2 separate regions of the Mus musculus genome follow, and region 1 is linked to region 2. Evidence: chromatin contacts called from public Hi-C data. All regions are on one chromosome and are shown on one strand. Each heading gives the region's core, a stretch centred on a gene start, on an enhancer-like site or on the middle of the called end of the contact. The rest is flanking DNA. Distances are from core to core; before and after follow the strand shown. Region 1 has its middle 130 kb from the start of Syt1. Region 2 overlaps Syt1 (synaptotagmin I).

Region 1 (3,588 bases), core at 822-3,321, 300 kb before region 2:
CAGTTACTTGAGAGTACCCTCTGAGTTTGGCTATCTCTTGTCTTGCTATTTCCACAGACTACTTACCCAAGACCCAAAGAAATAAGTGACTTATTCCAGTACAGGGAGAGTTGATTTCCATACCACCCTGTCTGACTTCCACAACAATTCAGTTAACTAGCAGCCTGTGCTGCCTTTCTGCAAAGCTCTCACGAGAAACCAATCTGAAAATGCAGTCCCATTCTAATGATTTTTATTAATTTTATATAAAAATATAAAAAATGCATGCTATCTTCCATTAGTGTGAATAATTTATTTTAAACATTTTTGCACGGGTATTTTTCTTGCCAAAAATGTAAGAAACTCTTATGGAACTTTAGTCAATAATACCCTACAAACTTGATTTAATATATCTACCTCTTCATAGAAGAACATTCTTTATATTCTATGGAGGAATTCTCATTAATATGGCTATTGAGTCAAGTACAAAGTCAGCATAGAATTCCCTAATAGCCTTCAGAAATAGAATAATTTAATTCTACAAAGGTTCCAGTCTGCTTAGCTTCCTTCTTTTCCAAAGTAAAGAGGTGAAGTCAGTCCAAAATGCCTTCACGTTCTCATTTCCAGTTTATAATAAACTTATTTGCACAAAATGTTGCTCTTTCCCCTTAAGCCTTTTTATTAGTTAGACATCATTTTTATAGCTGCTGATGCAAATAGCAAGGAATATTGAATGAACTACATTAAACACAGTGAATGTTTGATGAGATTTTTCTCTTGTGCTCCTCTCTACAGACATTAATGTTCCACTAGAGTTATGGAGTGATTTGTTTAAAAAAAAAAAAAGGAATAATATGGCTGAATTAGATCCTAGACATTTTACATAAATAATCTTCCTAATTTATTGTTTTTAAAATATAATATGCACATGCTTTATTTTATCAGTTAAAAATGAAAAAACTCTAAAGCACAAAGAAAAAAATTATGCCAAAAATTGTATAGACAATTTCTAAAGTAAAATTCAAGAATTCCTGTAGCCATACTTCCCTTGTTAGTTTTCTACCAAACAGTCTGGGAGAATTTAAATAGATACCTTCTAAATATCGTGAGAAAGGGGGATGATAGAAACTTTTATATGAGGAGTCAGAAGCACTGGTCAAGTCATGTAGAAGAAAAATGTGATGTAGGGAACTGTTGGTGTTAGGGGCAAGATGAAAGTTGTAGGGATGGAGAAAGGGAGGGAGAGAGTGTGAGAGATAAAGGAAGAAGAGAGAAGAGTTGGAGAAGGAAAGAAAGAGGGAGGAGGAAGGGAAGGAGGGAGGGAGGTGATAAAGGATAAAGGAAGGAGAGATGGAGAAGGGAAGAGAGAGGGAAGGAGGGAGAGGGGGAAGGAGGGAAGGAGGGAGGGAGGGAGGGGTGAAGGATAAAGGAGGACGAGATGGAGAATGGAAGGGAGAGGGAAGGAGGGAGGGAGGGAAGGAGGGAAGAATAAGGGAGGAAGAGATGGAGAAGGGAAGATAGAGAGGGAGGGGTGAAGGATAAAGGAGGAAGAGATGGAGAAGGGGAGGGAGAGGAAGGAAGGGAGGGAGGGTGAGAGGTCCCTGTGTGGGGACTGAAGCTGGATTCAGAGTAACCAGGGAACCAAGAAAGTGAAGAGGGAAGAAAGCATATTTGGGAGCTGCTCAAGATCTACAGAGAGCAAAGCTATCTAACAAAGGAAGACTTGTAAAATGAACTTCAGAAAGTCCCTTTTTACTGTGTTTTAAAAGCTGAAACGGTACTTTGATTTTTCTAAGTTGCAACTTCCTTTAATGCACTTTACTTTGAGTCTGGGCTTTGTGGGCTCTTAATTTATGTTATAATGAAAGATCTGTGTGGTTGCTAAAATGAAGGTTCCATTCTAGCAGTTCCTGCATAAGTCCTCCTGTCTTCCTGACTCTTTTCTGTTTACAACATAACAAGGCCATAGAAAAATATAAAATGCTACCTTAGATTCCATCCAGATGTCAACAGTTCTGCACCATAGGCAGTGAGGCAAATATTGAATGACCACTCAGCATTGCAGCTAAAGGGAAGAATCCAGAATCTCACACTGAGTTAAGCAATGCCATTTAGGCAACTGAAAGTGAAAGTAAGAATGTCAGCTCCTCTGGACTACTTGGATGCATCCACGTCTGAAACACAGGTTTCTCTCCTTCCCTTAACACCACCTTCAGACATCTATCCCTGCAGAGTTACTCCTATTTCTAAATTTTCAGATGCTTATCATTTATTAATTTTTTAAAATAAAAATCCCTTCACTTTGCTCATCTATCCCCTTAATGGACACCTGCTTTGAACTAACTTGCCTCATATACTCTTACCCTACTCCCATGCTGCAGGACAAGGTGGTAATGTCCTGTGTTTACCTACAGAATATAAAAATGACAACAGATCTTTGAGTCTCTCCCTACCACCAGACTACCTCCTACATTACCTCAGGGAAACTGTCAGTGCCTCAGCTGAGGAAGCTGTGTCCTATTTTAAAGCTAGAATTATAAAATAGCTATGAAGAGCTTCCTTCTCTTCAAATCAAACTGTCTCCCTGGACTGGAGTCTGAAATTCGAACAGAGGTATGCAGTTGAAAAGCAAAATGTAGACAGTTAAATGTCCTCATCAAATTAAGAACTACATGATGATGAGAAATATTTGGGTCAGATATATTCTTGCTGTTGAATGATCTCGTTCATTGTGTCAAAGAGCAAATTGTATAATCTCCCTCCTCCCCATCTTTGGAAGCTACCACAGGGTACTAGTAAGTCAACTCTTATATAACACACATACACACACACACACAGAGCGAGAGAGGGAGAGAGAGAGAGAGAGAGAGAGAGAGAGAGAAGAGAGAGAGAGAGAGAGAGAAGAGAGAGAGAGGGAGAGAATGTCAATAAATTAACAGTCATGAAAAAGCTGCATAGTTAGCAGAAGATGGCCTAGTCAGCCATCACTGGGAAGAGAGGCCCCTTGTTATTGCAAACTTTATATGCCCCAGTACAGAGGAATGCCAGGGCCAAGAAGCAGGAGTGGGTGGGTAGGGGAACAGGGCAGGGGGGAAGGTATAGGGAACGTTCAGGATAGCATTTGAAATGAATATAAAGAAAATATCTAATAAAAAGAAAGAAATATATAAGCTATGGAAATCCACTTCCCCTTTTTATTGAAAATATTTTTTTCTCATATACTATGTGCTCATTCGTTTCTCCTCCCTCTACCCCTCCTAATTTCTTCTACTCCCTTCACCTCTACTCCCTTTCTGTCTCTCATTATAAAAGAACAGGCTTATTAGACATGACAACAAAACATAACAAAATAAAGTATAATAAGACAAAAGTCATTTTTTCTTTTCTTTTATTGATATTTTATTTATTTACATTTTAAATGTTATCTCCTTTCCTGATTTCCCCTGGAAGCCCCCTCATACCATTCCCCCTCCCCCTGCTTCTATGAAGGTGTTCCTCCACCCACTCACCCATTCCAGCCTTCCTGCCCTGGCATTCCCCTACACTGGGGCATCAAGCCTTCACAGGACCAAGGGCCTCTCCTCCCATTGGTGCCCAACAAGGCAATCC
Region 2 (3,531 bases), core at 689-3,188:
CACATGTGCCCTTGTTTGGACTCCCCAAATGCTTGCACTACTGTCTTACACTATTGTTTTCTTGCTTTCTTTTTCTGTACATGTGTATATGTATATCTGTTCCTATAAGTAAATATGCATAGATATAGTCTATTTTATAGTAGCTATAAATTGTTTACAATATGTAATTATAATCAAAATTCTATTTACAAAATTAAACAATATACAATATGTTTTAGGTATTAACAATTCTACAAAGAGTTAAGTTTTGTTTTTGAAAGATATGCACATAATATATAATGTCTACATCTATTATATATTATATATATTTGCCTACTATATTTTCAACCACTTGAATTTGCATTGAGAACTCAAAATTTCATAACATCTTAGTTTATTGTATATTTCTGTGTATTTTCTGGGATCTGGGTATATTCTTACATTGCAGAGAATAATAATCAGAGATGGGCATTATCTGACTGACACACAACCATTGCCTAATTGACAGTCCATGATTTAACTTCTTTGGCAGTAGCAATGATGTCCTTGGCAGCTAGTTGTTCTTCACAGCCCTGCCTTTGGTCTTGTACCTAATCTGGTCATGCAGTGTGTTGTTTGTTTGTTTGTTTGTTTGTTTGTTTGTTTGTTTATGTATATAAAAGCTTCCATACACATAGTCACTAATGACCTGGATAATGTCCTGTTTTCTAGCAATATCGGCTTGTTGCTTGTTGTTCCAAGAATACAAACATGAACCAGAAGAATTCTAACCAAATCCCTTAGGATTAGAAAAAAAAAATCTGTGCTAAGAGCATTACTACTCAGCCTTACAACTATGTCCTAGCCATGAGTTTTAGCATTTCCGTCAGATGTGGTGCAAGAGAGAAGGCTGAGAGTGTATCAAATTTTTACAGTTTTGACATGTAAAGATTTGGGCTAGGGCTTCTGCTATGAGTTCCTTGACTTAGATCTAAAGGGATGGCATTTGCATATAACCTCCATGCGAGATTGTATATTGTGCTCTAACTCCGACCCTACATGAGTATCTAACAGGATGCTATAGTAGTGAATGCTTAGGTAAGTATCTACATAAGAACAAAGACTTGACATATGTAAAAAAATAAAGTTTGCACTTAAATGTTTATTGTTGTCATTATTGAAAATAAGTATATTTTAAAAAGCTTTAGAGCTGCTGCTTTGAAATCCCCAGTATAATATGGATGGTTCTCTGCCTGCTTAAATAAAAGGCAAACAAGTGTTCCTGGTGTCTAAAGCATCGATGGTTTGGCTTATTTTGTACGTATTCATAAGCTCTATAAGTTATTGGATAGCTTGCTTTCTGTCTACAGCTACCAACAGCAATTGGGAAGTATCCTTTCCTCTTTGTCAAGCCTACATAGATGAAAACAGCCATAAAACCTCCTCAGTTTTATTGGCTTTGAGTGTATCTAATATTTTATAAAAATATATAAATATACCAAAACAGACATTATTTTTTGAGTTTTAAGCCAAGTCATATAACAAGCAAACCTGAATACAAGAAATTAGCTGAGTGGATTTAGTAGTTTGCTCTGCCTTACTTCTATCAACATGCAGATAAATGGTGAACACTCCACAGTAATAATGCAGCCTGTTTTTGTTTCATTTTCTCTGTGGATTAAAGAGAAGGCATTTATACATGAAAGAGACTGAAATTGCCTACCATAAAAATACTGTACACACCCACATTCAGAGCATGGGTTATGTATAAAACAGTCTTTTGTCCCCTACAGTGGAGCAAGCTTGCCCATTTATCCTTGTGACAGATATGCATATGAAACCAAAGCCCTGTAGAGAGCATAAGCCACCAAAGCTACTTAATCCTTTCACACTATCCCTTAGAGAAGCATGACCCTCTGTGAGTAACACTGTTAAGTGCGCGTAACGTCAAATCTTCTCTTGTATTTTAACAGAGTGCGTTTTTTCCTATCACACTTTCCAGTCCCTTATAAAGTGCTGCGCGTCACTGCAATTTTAACATGCATACACATAGAATCTTGTTTTAGGTTTCACATCAATAAAATGCGGCAGGGTATTAGGACGGTCTACTGAGATTTTACATAAAGTGACTGTGGCTTGAAATCGTATGTTAAGAGTTGGCCAGGTAAATCTAAGTGATTTTTAACATCAACGTAGCTCATAAATTTTACTAGAAAACAGTTGTGTTTCAAGCAGAGATGAAATGAAAGCAGCCCTCGGAGACTAAACAGATGCAGGGAGTGTGGCTCGGAAGGTACAGCTGTCACTTCAGATCTGTTCCACTCAGCACCTCCATGAGCCAGGAGCGGGAGAGGCTGTCACCATGATATTTGCATCGTTCCATTGAGCAGACAAGGATGCTTATGGGGAACCTATTTTTAAATGTTTTGTTGTTTCTTGGTTTTGAACATCCACATTCTGAGAACTAAAACTGATGAGAACTTGGAGTGGAATGTACTTATGCCTTGTACCATTAACATTTCAGTTATGGGCTCCTCGCTTGTCAAACCAAGTCAGAAATTCTTGATTAAATTATTTAGTGCATGAAGGCAGTCCTGATATTGACACTTGGAAAGAAAGGACTTTAAATTCTCATTCTCTGAGACTAAATTGAGTGCAGTATATTTAATATACTAATGTGTACTTCCTTTTATTCTAATATTTTACGGGTTTATATATCTGGATATATGTGCATTTATAGATATAGCCAATGTGCTGTAATAGGATTAGGTGATTTCTAAATCCACTATTAAGGTCTGAAAAATAGAAAAATAGTTATAATATATAGTAGAATTTCTAGCTCCAGGGAAAAATGTAAGATTTCAGGTCAAACTTTCTTACTTTCATTTTTAAAACACTCTATGAGGAGCATAATATTCTAACTTATGTTTTACAGAATGACTATGTAAATTATCCACATCATACTGGTCAAACTCTCAAATTGTTTAAAGTTCTATTTTCTCTTGCACTACATTGTACATACAAAATATTCATGATGATGCCATGTTTTATACTTAGATGGACATATTGCAGGAATCTAAATTAGAAATACTAATAAAGCTAACGTCCTATTTAAGATGGTCTCAAGTAATTTTATGTACTCTTTTTCTTTTAGATTGAAGAAAGGAGATTCCAAAAGGAACAAAAAAACCCAAATACTCCAGACTACCCCAGCAGAACAGTAAGTGCTTTAGTGTCAAAATAATTACATGAGACCTTCTGCACAATTAGATCATCTTTTGCACAAATATTTACCTTCCTAATTTTTAGGATTAGAAAACAGAGTAGCAAGTAAGTGGTGCCTTCTGAAACTCAATTTCGATTCACTGGAGTCCACTGGAACCGTTTAACCTATAATCCTCTTAGATAAATGGGCAGGTAATCTGTGTGATACATCTCTGGTGCTGAAATATTTAGGTTGACTCAATATATTTTGAGTAACATTGAATCATTCCAAAGGGGAGGAACTGGGAAACTCTAATAAGCAGAAATGATTAGTTTACTTTTATGTGGTACAAATGTATTCATTTTAGA

What was found. A called contact is a pair of places that touch in the nucleus more often than the background predicts.
Region 1: a contact with region 2 is called in a Hi-C map of the N1E-115 cell line, with 3 times the contacts expected there. The contact joins two enhancer-like sites. A contact is called at or near these places in 2 of 484 Hi-C or Micro-C datasets (the N1E-115 cell line and cortical neurons).

Annotation. Positions count from the first base shown.
Region 1 is chr10:109,135,809-109,139,396 of GRCm38.p6, reverse strand. No RefSeq gene overlaps it. Among named protein-coding and RNA genes, the nearest start is that of Syt1, 130 kb to the right of the region's middle. Within about 2 kb of position 2,071, at least 52 of the 459 cell types and tissues checked have an H3K27ac peak or open chromatin away from gene starts, as enhancers often do. A contact at or near this core is called in the N1E-115 cell line, where this site is marked.
Region 2 is chr10:108,830,753-108,834,283 of GRCm38.p6, reverse strand. It overlaps Syt1 (synaptotagmin I), which reads left to right. Exons shown (of 11, transcript NM_009306.3): 3 at 3,113-3,178. Among named protein-coding and RNA genes, the nearest start is that of Gm5136, 130 kb to the right of the region's middle. Within about 2 kb of position 1,938, at least 14 of the 459 cell types and tissues checked have an H3K27ac peak or open chromatin away from gene starts, as enhancers often do. A contact at or near this core is called in the N1E-115 cell line, where this site is marked.